Regions from separate parts of the Mus musculus genome. Here region 1 is linked to region 2. A link is a contact called in public promoter capture Hi-C data. All regions are on one chromosome and are shown on one strand. Each heading gives the region's core, a stretch centred on a gene start, on an enhancer-like site or on the middle of the called end of the contact. The rest is flanking DNA. Distances are from core to core; before and after follow the strand shown. Region 1 has its middle 44 kb from the start of Gm30233. Region 2 holds the start of Igf1os (a long non-coding RNA gene).

The links. Promoter capture Hi-C pulls out the DNA fragments that hold promoters and counts their contacts.
Region 1: a contact with region 2 is called in a promoter capture Hi-C map of second pharyngeal arch cranial neural crest. The contact joins the enhancer-like site here to the promoter of Igf1os in region 2. A contact is called at or near these places in 14 of 39 promoter capture datasets (the 3T3-L1 cell line, 3T3-L1-derived adipocytes, the HPC-7 cell line and 7 more), 1 of 15 datasets of contacts at CTCF or cohesin (pro-B cells), 11 of 484 Hi-C or Micro-C datasets (DN2 thymocytes, brown adipocytes, cranial neural crest and 5 more), 3 of 115 datasets of contacts at active chromatin or transcription factors (the 230-238 cell line, fibro-adipogenic progenitors and large pre-B cells) and 4 of 9 other capture datasets (adipose tissue, embryonic stem cells, embryonic tail and 1 more).

What each region holds. Positions count from the first base shown.
Region 1 is chr10:88,044,506-88,047,956 of GRCm38.p6, forward strand. No RefSeq gene overlaps it. Among named protein-coding and RNA genes, the nearest start is that of Gm30233, 44 kb to the right of the region's middle. Within about 2 kb of position 1,821, at least 37 of the 459 cell types and tissues checked have an H3K27ac peak or open chromatin away from gene starts, as enhancers often do. A contact at or near this core is called in second pharyngeal arch cranial neural crest and uterus, where this site is marked.
Region 2 is chr10:87,861,856-87,865,502 of GRCm38.p6, forward strand. It overlaps Igf1os (a long non-coding RNA gene), which reads right to left and starts at 1,538. Exons shown (of 3, transcript XR_871929.2): 1 at 1,118-1,538. It overlaps Igf1 (insulin-like growth factor 1), which reads left to right. Exons shown (of 4, transcript NM_001111275.2): 2 at 2,876-3,032.

The DNA.
Region 1 (3,451 bases), core at 571-3,070, 180 kb after region 2:
ACACCCTAAACGTTCCTCACAACACTAGTCTCAGGAGAAACTGGATTGCACTAGCATTGGGAAGTAGAAGGAAGCTTTAAATATTTATGTAGGACTGTGCCAGAAACTTTTTGGCAGTCCAGCTGTTAAGTTATCATTGCTCCTACAGCGTCTTTCTCCTAGACTCCTCAACACTAACTGTGAAGCCCACAAAGTACTGTACGCCCACTCTCTCCTCGCAGTAAATGGCACTAAGTATTTATTAAGATGATTGTAATCGTCCAGCAGAAACAGCCTCACCGAATCTTGTCATCTGGTTTGGAACTCTGTCATAACCTATCACAGATAAGGTCCTTGTGTCAACGGCAATGTACTCATGGGCTCAGAAAAGAGGACACTTCTGTTCCTTCTGATCGTGTACACAGTCTGTTGTTTGCTGAGCTGGAAATGAACACTTTGATTCTGGGTCCTCTGCCTTGCTCCTCTCCTCTATCCAACCAAGAACTCTTTTTTCTCAAGATCTTGAGGTAAATATTTCCAGATGTTAAAAAAAAAAAAAAAAAAAAGGAAAGGAGAAAAAAAAAAAAAAAAAAACCTCCCAATTTCCTGGCCCTGGCTTCAGATTAAAAGCATCAGCAGTTCAAGTGAACTACCATTATACAGTGCATAGAAAAGGGAATGAAGGTATTGGAGTTAAGCTAAAAATCTACACAAAGTGGGCCAAAGCTGGAAGTCCAGCTCAAAGCTCTTAACTGTCACCAACTCTGCAGGTGGCCTTGTTCACATCTGCTTCTATGGCAGAAGCCTAGATTATAAATTCCCCAACTGTACCCTAGTTCTGCGACAGCTATGAGGATATTTCAAACATACTGCTTCAGCATCTATGTGTTTACTGGCACATCTTTACACAGCTGCCACTCCCCACGTTTGTACATATATGGATTGAAGCCTTCAGTTTGAGTCTTCAGATGGCCACAGTTCTCCCCAAGACTTCTACAAGTTTGTAAGACGAGCTTTTGTGCTAACCTCATCTCATGATACATACCAATCCTGAAATAAAATGCAGCCTCCTTAATTCCTATAAGAAAAAAAAAAAGTTTATCACACAGAGTATATGCTGAAGAGATGAGAGTCACAGACCAAGCTTCTTAAAACTCCGGGATCTGGAGAGATGGCTCACTGGTTAAGCACATTTTTATTATTCTTTTACGCTGAATTTGGGGCTATATCTTTTATATTCTGAACCAGCATATCTTAAACAAGCTACCCCCCAAAATTTTAGGGCCACTGATTCACTGCCTTCGATATATAGCTTGAAGACTTAGGAGAAAAACACAGAACAGTACATTGATGTTCCAATGTAACTTAAATTTAAGCTCTATAAATGATAGGCAGCCTGGATTCAGCCAGCTCCTGAGAAACAGCTTGAACAACTTTGACACAGGACCAAGTCAATGCTGGTGTCACTTTGGTACAAAGAATACTAGACCAGGAGTCCAAGCTCATTGTGTGACCTGGGAACGCTACTTAACATCAGGACCTCAGGTTCCTGGGGGGGGAAATTCTACTTTTCCTGATTAACTCCAAGGACTTCGTGAAGGATACAATGAGCTCATGTATGTGAAAACACTTGTGGGAGGAGGGGAAGATAAATAGCTCTCTGCAAGGGATAGGTATTATTTCAAAGTCCTGCTTGGACCTGGGAAATATCAATCTTCTGTTACCAGCATGCTAGGGAGGCAGCCTGTGGAGTTTTTCAAGAAGCCCAGAGGATCCAAGTTAGGCAGCTCATTGCTCAGGCCGAATAGGCAGGCAGAGAGGGAAATTCTTGATTCAGGGGAGCATCTGCTTGTGATTAAGGCCCAGAGGCGTGAGCCTGAACTGGAGGCCATGCTTCAGACGGCTTCATAGCAACGGTCCCAAGTTGTAAAACAGATCCCGTCCTTTTAAAGTGGATATGAAAGGCAAACATGAACGTGTTCTCCTGCAGCTACAAGAAACAAAATAACACTTGTTTAACATACCATACAATACACACACACACACACACACACACACACACACGGAAACATCAGGCAGAGACTAATGTGAGAGAAAAGTCCCTACACAATAACCTCCACACCATGCACCGAAGAGCTCGCCTGTACTCTGTTCATTGCAAAATATATTTGCAGAGTGCCTCCCCCGGCGCCCCCTCTTAGCACATTCTTCCTTTCAAGTTCAAGTTTGGTTGATTTGTGTGCCTGACAAAAATACATTAAAAATTTTAAAAAAAAAGGACAAAACAACAACAACATTTTTATCCAAAATTTACTATGAGCTTGATCTGGCTATAGTCAAAGGAAATGTATTCATGATAACTCCGAAGAGATGTTAGGCTTGGATGAAGACGAAAGCTCTCTGCCAGGTGGAAGAAGAGCAACCGTAAGGTATCCAAGTGGGTCAGGTGAGCGAGATGTTCCGAGATGGAATAGGAAGAGGAGACAGCAGATCTGAAGGCTCCCATTAGGGCCATTTCATGGGCACGTGCAGGTTGTAATGGACCGGAGGAGCGCAACTTGTACTCAAAGTAAAAGCCTTAGGGAGGATCGGTTTTAAAAATATGAAAGAAGGCCAGACTAGATGTCTAAGGTAGGTCAGACCCTACTAAGCAAGCTATAAATTTTATCTGAAGGTATATGAGAAAAAAAAACAAAACAAAACATGATGTTCTGCACCAGAAGAAAATCCTGGGGTTTATGGGGAACATTCGGAAAGATAGCCAGAGTCTGCTCTGTGAACAGCCTGTCTGGGCTAAGCTCCATCCTTCCAGAAGCACTTGAGGCAAACGTAGGGAGACCTGTGACTGTGGCCAACACAATGGAGTGAAAGACTGAAGTAGAGGCAAGGGTTTCTGTATGACCGAGAGGCTTCCATCCAAGAGCGCTGCTTTAGGCAGCAGAGCACCAGGCCTGTGAAACCAGCCTCTAGCCAAAGGAAACGCTGCAGGCATTGCTGTGTGGTTAGGAAGAGCTGTTACCATCCATTAGAAAATGGATGCTCGCCTTGTAAAGTAAATCACCACACGCCGTTCCATCTACCTTACAGAAACCACTTCTCTGAGGCACCCAATAGACTAAGAATATTAAAACGTGATGCGGAACTTAGGACCTAAGTTTTAGTTTGTCAGCTCCATGCTATGGTGGGATTTTAGATGGGACATTTATCTTATGGAAACCTCCAAGGTAGAAATGGGGAGGAGGGCAGATGACCTTCAGGGTCTCTTCCCGCTGTAACAGGGTATGACTCCAGTTAGCATATAAAATAATTGAAGAGGTCTGGAAAGCTATATACATCAAAACATTACAAGAGGATACCTCTAGGGAGTAGGATTCGGTCTGGGGTAGACTCAGTTGGAAAGAAAACAGCCAGAGAACATTTCCAGAAGGGAAAAATTCAGAGGCAGAAGGGATTTTTTTAAACGAACCATTAA
Region 2 (3,647 bases), core at 288-2,787:
CCATGCAGAAAGGAAAAAGGAAAATTGGTTTGAGCAGTTTTCAGTTTTTCAATTCTACAGGTACATATGTCTTGCTGGACTTAAATGCACTATCCCTTAAAATAACTATTAAAATGCAGTTTGGGACAGCTCGTGACAGTCTAAATTTACAAAGGCTGTGAGATTGAGTAACAGTTGCTGTGGAGTTGGTTCAAACTAACCATTGCAGGTGCCTGCTGGCCTTCACCGCTCTCTGAAACTGAGCAGGGGTAGGGGGCAGTGCTTCAGAAATGGGTTTGCTGGAGTAACTAACATTCATTCTAAAGTTGGTCTGTTGCCAGAGTGTAGGGAAGTGTTCTCTAAGAACAGTCATGGGGATTACAGGCCTGCCCTTTCACAAAGAACCATGAAGCCCTGATGGGTTAGATTTATTCAAGTTTCCATGAAAAATACTGAAGGGGAAGCTCCGCTGTCTTCTTTTTATAACTAAGAGGAATCAATAGACATTAGCTCATTTCTGTAAACTCTGATGTCTTTGGTTGTATGGCGATGGAGTACTTCCAGACTGAAATCCTACTGAGCAAAGGTACCAAGGGCTTAACTGGGGAGGTACCTCCTCCTTAATTGCATGTCCTCTGTTTCCCGTTGACTTGAGAGTGGAGAGTTCCTTTCATCTCCAGCCACTCTATACACACTACTGAAATATTTACCTTGTGAGATCAAGAATCAGGGCCTCCTAGGGGTCCCTTGCCCCCCTCCTAATGCTAGGCTGAAGAACGAGCCACTAAATTGAAAATGAGTTTAAAATAGTTGAGTAAAATTTGCCACTGATATAGAGCCATTAAGTAGAGAGCTCACTCACACAGGACAGGGAAATGGCCATAAACTCAATATCTCTGAGTCTCACTCTCCAAACAAGTGGGGATTGAATGAATTTGCCTCAACTGTGAGATTCAAAAAAAAAAAAAAAAGAAAAAAGAAAAGAAAAGAAAAAAGAAAAAGAAAACCTCCTTTAAAAATTATAGCTTCCAGTATATCTCCGTTACCCCTTTTATAGGGTGGCTCACCTCATACTCTACTGGTGACTCTTTCCACAATATTGAAAGCATATGTCTCTGAAAGGGGTGAAGTCGCTCACCTTAGGGGCCTTCCTGGAAGAAAGTACACGCTGGTTCCACAAGCAGCAACCCTGAAAAGTGGGACGTCACCACAGTGTCTGACTGCTTCTTAGAATGAAGAGCGACTGGAGTCCCAGGAATGCTGACTTTGGCAGGGGTGCCATTTGGCTACTAACCATCGGCTAGCTTGTGCCAAACAAGGGTTCCTTGGTAGATTTTGTTATAAAGTTGATAACAGGGATCCGTGAGTGCTTCCCAGAGAATAAGTCAGAGTGGCTGCTGCTCAAGAAAAGGCTCTTGCAGGTTTTAAGCCCAGTGTCCTGCATTTAAAAAACGTCTCTCAGTCTGATAGTGAGCTAGAAGAGAGGACCCTGGCGTAAAAGATTACATTTACGTCCTGTTGAAGTTTGGGAGATGATTGTTAAACTCCCTGACCTGCTGCCAGCCTCCCTTTTCCTGCTTGTCACTCTCCCCTAAGGCAGGAAGAGAAATGAGAAACCCTCTTCCCCAAGGCAGCCATAAAACTTGAACATTTGCTTCTGACCTCCCATGACTTCCAGTAGAGGAGCTGGCCAGAGAGAAGTCTGCTGCCTGCCCTGTCTGATGGCAGGCCACTGGCCCCTCCCCCCAGAGGGGTCCTAAATCTTATACCCAGGATTTATGAATGCTTCACAAAGGGGCATAGAAGAATCAGGAGAAGCAAGACACACTGGGTTTTCCACCTCAGTCTACCGGTCATTAAATGATAATTCTGCCCACTGTCCACGCCCCCATTGAACAACAACATATGGGAAAGTTTACCCCTGTTATGGAGGCTTCTTTTTTTCTTTTTTTTTTCCTGAAGGCTCTCACCTCACATAAACCTTTAATTAAATAAAGACATCATGACTTTCATCAGCCTGCACTATGTTATGGAGGTACAGACTATGACCTTCATGGTGTGTAAGGAGAGGGAATCACACCTTCCTTTCACAATGCTTTTGTGAGACAATTGCATTCCTAAATCTTGCATGATTTTCCTGTTTTGAGACTGCTTGTTTGGTTTTCCACCTGTGGTTGTGTTAGCTGCTAATATTCGCAGGTAAGATTTCTCCGCCTCGTCCCCCACCTCTGCTCTCCCTGCCTCCCTTCCTTTCTCTCTCTCTCTCTCTCTGGAAGGCTATAATAATAGATTTTTTTAATACTGTTCTGGCCAGTATAAAATCTTCTTAATCTATGGACAGAGAATGATGCCCTGGTTAATTTAATATTCAAAGCAATAATAAATATAATGAATATATGTACCATCTGGAAATGGTCAGGTTTTAGATTATTTAAGTTGAAACAGTTTGAATGTAAAGCTGAGCACAATTTAATATTTGATAATTTAGATGTTTTATATCAGACTGGCATGGGGATCCCACCCCACACACACACATAAACACATCCCACCACAAGCACACACATATACGCGCACACACTAAAATAACTGCATCTTTTGTCACCCAATAAATGTTTGTAGCCCTTTTACCCTACTTATTAATAATAGGAACTCATAAAAGCTCCAGGAGAACCTCTGAAGACCCAGTAGCAAAGGGACTAACCACAGTTTGTCTGATGTCAAGATGGGCTCAGGCCAGGTCCCTCGGGGGCCCTTCATGCCACACTGCTCTTCTAGGACAGAGCGTTTGAATGAATGATGAGAAGGAGTACCAAGTGCGAGTCAACACATCGCTGCCCCATCCTTTCAGGACCCAGAAGGATACCTGAACCTCCTTTTTATTTTCCCCCTCCGACAGATAAAGATACACATCATGTCGTCTTCACACCTCTTCTACCTGGCGCTCTGCTTGCTCACCTTCACCAGCTCCACCACAGCTGGACCAGAGACCCTTTGCGGGGCTGAGCTGGTGGATGCTCTTCAGTTCGTGTGTGGACCGAGGGGCTTTTACTTCAGTGAGTAGCTCTCCCATCCCCTCTCCCAACCCTCTTCTCCCTGCTACAATGATTCAGAAGTAGATGGTTTCCTGGATTTATAACCACAGGGATTGGTCGAATAACTGAGTGACTGCCTATGGCTAACAGCCACCCTCCACCCCCCAACCCCCATATCCATCACCTTAATGTATGCATAACACTTCAGTGGGGCATTGGCAGGTTTGGGAGATTTAGGGTCGAATTTTCTTCCTTAAGAGTTTGCCTTTAACTGCTTCCTCTGGGGCCCGCTTCCAGAATTTATGGTCAACCCCCACTCTCCTGTTCCTCCCAATGAAGAAATGAGACAGCATAACCCTAAAGTATTGCAGATTTTGTTCTTAGACATTTGGGCACATATAGAAACATCCAGAGGGCGTACAGGACTACTGTGGGTGTTCTGAAATTTAAAGCAAAATGGTAAGGATCTTGCACCCCGAACTCATGTGAACTTAAGAAATGAATTAAATGGAGAACAAAGTAGATGTCTCCATGCAACACAAAGCCAGCATGAGTGGACAAAAGGTGATCATTGCCAAGAGATGTTTGTAAGTACATAAGCTTTCTAACTGTGAACTATGGCGTCATTATCAATAT